Linked DNA regions of Mustela erminea: region 1 is linked to region 2. The links are chromatin contacts, called in public Hi-C maps. All regions are on one chromosome and are shown on one strand. The core of a region is the stretch at or near the end of the contact, and the rest is flanking DNA. Distances in the headings are between cores, read along the strand shown.

Region 1 (3,131 bases), core at 102-2,601, 91 kb before region 2:
GAACAAAGATAAGAGGACTCAGGCAAGCAGAGAAGCAAAAGGCCCCAGCAGTTCTCAAAACACAACTTAAGCAAACATTTATGGAGCTAATATATTTTGTTATAATGTTTAACATAAAATAATTATAAACAAGAGGGAAAATCATAAACACTGTAATTAAAAAACAATTCAGTAGGCTATAAGTCTGCACAATGCCTGTGAAATTTCATATTCTACTACCTCCTCTGGCTTTTACCCAAGAACATTAAAAAAAAAAAAAAGGGAAGAAGAACAAAAGGGGGGGAAATTAACGCATCTAAAGGATTGCTTTGGTTTCATAATCATTTTCATAAAGGACTGGCTTTTGGGAGACCAAACTGAATCCTCAGCAGGCTGTGAGAGCATAGGGACCATGCTCTCAGTTCTGCGGGTCTGGTCAGTGATCTCCAAAAGCCACTTTCATCTCTGATCCTGGGATCTTGTTGGGAGCTAGGGATACAGCTTGTTTCTGGTTTTCTGGCCCCTAAGGCAGAGAGAGCACTGCCCTCCCTCCATCCCTCCCTCCCACCATTTCCGCAAGTTGTGGGGCCCCCATACAAGACCCACTGGGCCCTGGGAACGGGGAGTTCTTTGGCTGCCCTTTGCTCCTAGTCACAGGGCTGCTCCTTGTGGCACCCAGAGGGAATTTCAAATGTAGGGAAAGCCCAATCTGCAGGGACTCGGGCAAATGAAGCTCCACCAGAAAGAGGGGGGCCCTAGCCCTGACTGGTGTCCGGGTGTTCAGGTCGGTCATGGGGGCCCCTTTTTACGTAAAATCTGCCTCCGTTTTCCTCCCGCTCTGGGAACCAATGCAGTGAGGAATCCACTAGGCGGCACCTCTGTGGTCTCCCGGGAGTTTGAACTCTGTGACCGAGGCAGGGAATGTTCCAGGTCTGAAACACAAGATGGCAGTATACGCTACCCTATTGCTAGGGCCACGAGCTTATACGGGGGGGGAAAAAAAAGCGAGTCGGCGGGGGGTGGGGAGCGCTGACTGAAACTGAAATCCATCTGAGTTTTATGTGCAGACTGAACATCATGAATATCTGGAATTTTTTTTTCAGGAGCCAATAATTATTGAATCCTCCACATTTCAGGGTAGTCCAATTCCCCAAGCCCTGAGCCACCCTGAAAGCCTGTCCTGCCCACCCAGCCCTTCCCCACGTCTTAAAAAGCCCAAGGGGTATGTGACCCAAGGAATCATCCTGCCTCGCTCTCCACGGATTTGACCTTTCACCTTTCCTCAGCCCCAGAAGCACTCTCTGCTCGGAGCCAAGAACTCCTCGGCTCGCAGTTTCACGCCACCCCCGTGCCTATGAGCATTTCCTCACCACAGCTCTCGAAAGGGTGAGGACAGAGACCAACTAAGGTGGCAGACGGGGATCAGAAAAGGCGGGGCAGCAAGCTTGGAAAAGTAGGGGAAGATAAGTTAAGTGAGGAGAAAGGGGCAGACCCGAGGAGAAAGCGTGGGTTGCTGACGCGAGGGACACGCGGGGGGAAATCGAATGGGGGAAATGAAGGGGACAGAAAGAAAAAGACGGAGAATGGGGAAGGGGGATGGGGAATGGGGGAGAAGCCGGGGAATGGGGGAGAAGACGGTAATGGGGAAGACGGGGAATGGGGGAAGATGGGGAATGGGGGAGAAGAGGGAAGAACTGAGGAAATGCCGAGGAGGAAAAAAAAAAGAAAGAAAGAAGGAAGGGGGGCAAGAAAGAAAAGGAAGAGGAGCGGAAACGGGTAAAGAAAGAAATACGGGGAAGAAAGAAAATGAAAGAAAGGGGAAAGAGTGGGGAAGAAGTGCCGAGAGACGGAAGGGCAAACGGAGACGCGAGCCCAGGAAGGGAGAAGGGGCAAGGCAGCGGGAAGCCACCCGGGGAGCTGGCATTCCCTGAAGCCTGGGCACTGATGGCCTCAGATGGGGTTCAGGGAAAAGAGGAGTGTGCGCGTGGGGGAAAGAGGGGAAGATCAGGAGAAGAAGGGGCCAGAAACCGAGGCGAGTTTGAGCGTGCTTTCGTGAGTTTCGTTTAAGGCATTCCCCTGGGCACCGCGAGAGCGTGCCGGGCGCTCTCAGACTCCCCGCGGGGGCAGCGGTTCTCTCTCTGCAGACCCCCCAAATAGGCTGGTGGCGGGGCGGAGGGTTAAGGCAGCGACGAGACGGGCTCGCGCGGGCGGCGTCTCTCCTGCAGGGGGACCCGTCCTCGGCGGGACGCCGAACATCTGCCCTCCCGCGGAGCTCGAGACCGGGTTGGCGCGGCGTCCGCGGCTGACCGCGAGTAGATTTTTGACGGTGGATGCGCCTTGAGCGGCCAGAGAGCCCGAGCGGCGGCAGCGCCAGGCGCGCGGACTGGGGGAGCGCGGGCCAGGGTGCGAGCGGCCGTGTGGGTGCGAGGGCACAAGGGTGCGGGCGGCGGAGGGGGGGAGGGAGGCGGGAGCTTGGGGGGCTGGACCCAGGCGGCCGCCAGGGAAGCGGCGAGGAGCGCTCACCGCCGGCCCCCCTGGGGTAATTTACATGCTGTCACAGCCCCGTGCTGACTCCTGGGCGTGCAGCTCGCTCACTCGCTCACTGGCTCCCTCGCTCACTCGCTCTCCGCTCCTACCACCGCACAGCCGGCACAACCCAGGGGAGCCCGAGAGCGGGAGAGCCAGCGAGCCGGGGAGGGAGGGAGCAAAGGAGGGAGGGAACGAGGGCGCGCCCTGGCTCTCCCTCTGCCCTGCTGCCCGCCCTTCCTGCTGCCACAGGTCCGCCGAGCCCCGCTCACACTTGGGAAACTTAGGACTGCGCTAGAGCCGCGTGTGGCACCTGGGGAGGGGGGGGCGGGCAGCCCCAGCCTCTAGAGGAGGGGGAGGAGGAAGAGAAGGAAGTGAGCCCGAAGGATCCGCTCAGAGCTGTTTGTCCAGCTGTTTCTATTCGCACCCAGGGCAGCACAGCCAGGAGGGGGCCGAGCCGAGGGTGGCTGGCTTTAGGCGCTAATTTCCAACTCCTCTCGCAGCTTGTGTTTTCCAGACACCCTGGAGTCCCCTCAAGCTAGCCCGGCGGGCGCGCACCTGCCAGCCGACCCTGACCTCGAGGGCCAAACGGCCCCCGAGCCTGAGAAGATGGCCCAGCCCAAGAC
Region 2 (3,521 bases), core at 53-2,552:
TACATGTTAACTTGTATAATTATGCCCCTTTGATTACATGCCCTCTCACAGTTCTCCCTGGCCCCTCATCAGATTCTTTTCCCAAGGTCACAGCTCAGGACCATCCCCTTCAGGCCACCATTGCCTGGTGAAAACTACCCCCCGCCCCATCAACCAAGGATCCTTCTCTGAGGAACTCAGTCCTTGCTCCATAGATGGTGGTTCTCCCGGGGCCTCTCATCCTAATTCAGAGCCACTTGCCCTCTATACCTCAGCCTTTTATCTCCTATGTCATTGTTGGAGAAGGAGCCAGAGCCAGAGGGCAAAGGGCAGGGGCAGAGAGCAGGCTGTCTAGGCCTGGTGGGGCAGAGGAGATGCTGAGAATCTGCCCTGTCAGCGTTTTTTCCATGTGGGGAGGGAGGCACCACCAAGGGACTGAGCTGAGAATGTTCCGCTCTGCTCTGTCCAAAGTTGGCCTGCCCTGGGGCCACAGCCACAGGCTGCCCCCAGCAGGTTCTCTGATCTCTTGGGTAGAAGGAAGGCACAGGGGCCTCAAAGAACTCAAAAGATCACCTCCTGCACAGTCTTGCCTGCCTGCGGCCCTTCAGCCCAGCTCAGGGCTGTCATCCTCTATGCTCTCTTGCAGGCACCCATGTGCCTCAATTCACACCATATGCAGAAAAGGCAAGGGGACCAAGCCAGTCTTGAAAGGAGAAAGGGCCCCGGAGAGCCAAGCGGCGAGGCATTTGTTTGTTCTCCAAACTACAAGAGGCCCCCAAAGGCTCTTAGGCGCCCTGGAGCCTCCAAGGAATTATCAAGTGAGAAAGTGTCCGCAGTGCTAGATCAATTAGGAGAGCCGCAGCAATCAATCGAGAGAGCCTTTAACACCAGCTTTACCCCAGCTTTTACGGCACCTTCTAGGTAGAATCTCATTAAACCCTCTCCAATGTCTAGGAAAAAAAAAAAAAAGAGGCAAGCAAGCCCTTGAGGGGAAAAAAAAAAAAAGGACACGAATAGGCACATTCAAGCCGACTGCAGAAAGCAAGTAAGTGGCGAGGGTGGGGGGCGGAGGGGAGGGGGAATAGAGATGTTATGCTTAAAACATCTGGGAAGTGGTATCAGTCCTGTAAAAGCAAGGCTGGCTGGGGGAAGCCTTTCCAGTGGCCTTGCCCAGCTGTCCTCCTCCCACTTAGAACGAAATGTTCTGTCTTTCTGCGGTTATAACCTCTTTTCACTTGGAACGACTTGCACACGTCTGGACCTTGCTCCGGGCGGCCGCTCAGCGAGGCTCGCACGCCAGCGCAGATTACCCAGGGTGCCCTGGGGGAAGGGCTCCGCCCGGCGCCCGCCCACCTTCTGTCCCGCCCCCGCCCCGATCCTCCGCCCACTGCTGGGGAAGGGCGGCCGCCGCGGGCTCTCGGTCTACTCTCCAGCCCTGGCAGTGCGGCCGCGCGCGCTTGTGCTCACCCTCCCCTACGAGCACATGTCTTCCCACGCGCTGCTGCCGGGGGAAGCGGGGAACGGACGGGCATGTGGGCTGCCATGCGGCCGCCAGACAAGGGCGTGGCGGCGAGGCCAGCGCTGGCGGTGGCGGCTGCTGGGCAGTTCTACCTGGGTTGCCGGGGAGTCCCGGCTTGCTTACCAGAGGCCCCTGGGAGGATCAGAGTTCTTTAGATTTTCCAAGAGCCTCCGACAAATGCCCTCACCCTAGCTCGCCCCGGGAAATAGAACCACAGCCACCTGCCAGGGACCTGGGGTGGGGGACGGGGGAGGCTTCCGAAACCCAGAGCTGTCATGGGATTGGGGACGGCGGTAGGGGGCGGTTTGGAGCCGAGCCCGGGTCAGACGCCACCGGCGCACCCAAGCAACTAACGGGAAAGGGGAAAGTGGCCGAGGTGTAAGACAGCTGGTTCTCAGATTTGGCTGCCAAGTAGAGTCACCCGGGGAACTGCAAAAATTCTGATGCCCGGGGCCTCATCCCGCATTCATATTATCAGAATCGGGGGTGGGGGTGGGGCTGGGATCCAGACAAGGGTAGTTTTAAAAACGCCCCGGGTGGTTCCAGTATGCAGCAGAGGTTGCGAACCATTGGTTGCACGGATGACACAGAGCTGGTCCCTGGACCAGCAAGGGTGGCTCGAACCCGGGTGCTTGTTAGAAATGCAGACTCTCCAGCCCCACCTCAGCCCTAGGGAATCAGTATCTCCACTTTTAAAGGAACAGCTTTCTCAAGATGCAATTCGCACAGCTCAGAATTCACCTTCTTGAAGCGTGGGACTCCGTGGTTTTTACAGTTTTGTGCAATTCCCACCTCTATCTCCCTGGTTGCATTTCCATCACCCCCAAAAGAAACCCCATGCCCATTAGCAGTATGAGTCTGCATTCCCTCCACCATCCAGCCATGGGCAACCACTATTTCTATCTCCCCAGATTTGCCCATTCTGGATATTAGGATCTGCCTTGGAACAGATTTCTTCAGCACCTGACAGTTTGAGGAGCACCAGTGTTAGAGACCTTCTAAGAGAAGCAGCCGTCACTCCCCTCCCACACTTGTTGTCATCCAGACCTGTGGGTCCAGAGTTGATAGATTTTTCTTTTTCAAGAAAAGCCCAGAACTCTGGGTTTTTATGTGAATTCTTGCACTTTTAAAAAAGGTTGGCAACTAATGCAGAATTTTGGAAAACACTGTTGGGGCCAAACAAATTCTGTCTGAGGGCTAGATTCAGCCTGTCGGCTGCCACTTTCACCACTCCTCATGGTCACCAGGTTCTTACCCACCCCCACTTAAATCCTTCCTACTCCAGCCACAGTCCATTTCACCTTGTTCCACTTTCCATGGAGCAACCATTTAGTGGCCTCATAAAATCTTCTCACATAAGTCTTACCTTTCTGCAAACGGACAACTACGCATTTATTGGGGGCCTACTATGTGTTTTGGTGCTTTACACTTCTGGAATCATTTAAATCTTCACAATGGTCTTTTTTATTTTTTAAGTAGGCTCCATGCCCAGCGCAGAGCCCAACACGGGGCTCGAACTCACGACCCTGAGATCAAGACCTGAGCTGAGATCAGGAGTCAGCCGCCTAACTGACTAAGCCACCCAGGTGCCCCCTTCACAACAGTCTTTATGGCAGATGTTATTATCCTTGTTTTAAAGACCAGGAAACTAGAGCTCAGAGAGGTTATGTAGCTTCCCTGATGCTGCAGCTGTCATGCATGTCATGTCTAGCTGCTGGGCGTTGGTACCTGAGCCGTGTCTACCTCCTCCTGCTGTCTCTGCTTTCTCAACATTGGCCCCCATTTTTCCTCTCTTTCTTCCTCTTCTGAATATTCTTCATTAGTCCCCAAATCCTGGACACAGCTCTCTGAGGACGACTAGATTAAAGAGAGCACAGTTTCAGTGAGCCTAGGACCTTGGTCTGCTGGGGAGAGTCTCAGTTGCAAATATACTCAGGCTTGTTTCCCCATGAGTACACTCATTCTTGTCAGATTTGTGCCCTGATCTTTGGTTTGGAAAATGTGGCCAACGTAAGTGAGCCAT

The links. A called contact is a pair of places that touch in the nucleus more often than the background predicts.
Region 1: a Hi-C map of skeletal muscle shows a contact between it and region 2, with 9 times the contacts expected there. The contact joins the promoter of TSC22D3 here to the enhancer-like site in region 2. A contact is called at or near these places in 2 of 3 Hi-C or Micro-C datasets (skeletal muscle and spleen).

What each region holds. Positions count from the first base shown.
Region 1 is chrX:89,744,910-89,748,040 of mMusErm1.Pri, reverse strand. TSC22D3 (TSC22 domain family protein 3) reads left to right here and starts at 1,351. Exons shown (of 4, transcript XM_032329662.1): 1 at 1,351-1,365; 2 at 3,009-3,131. The coding sequence starts at 3,115. The region is part of intron 3 of NCBP2L (nuclear cap-binding protein subunit 2-like); the gene reads right to left.
Region 2 is chrX:89,653,587-89,657,107 of mMusErm1.Pri, reverse strand. No RefSeq gene overlaps it. Among named protein-coding and RNA genes, the nearest start is that of PRPS1, 53 kb to the right of the region's middle. Within about 2 kb of position 1,302, the one cell type or tissue checked has open chromatin away from gene starts, as enhancers often do.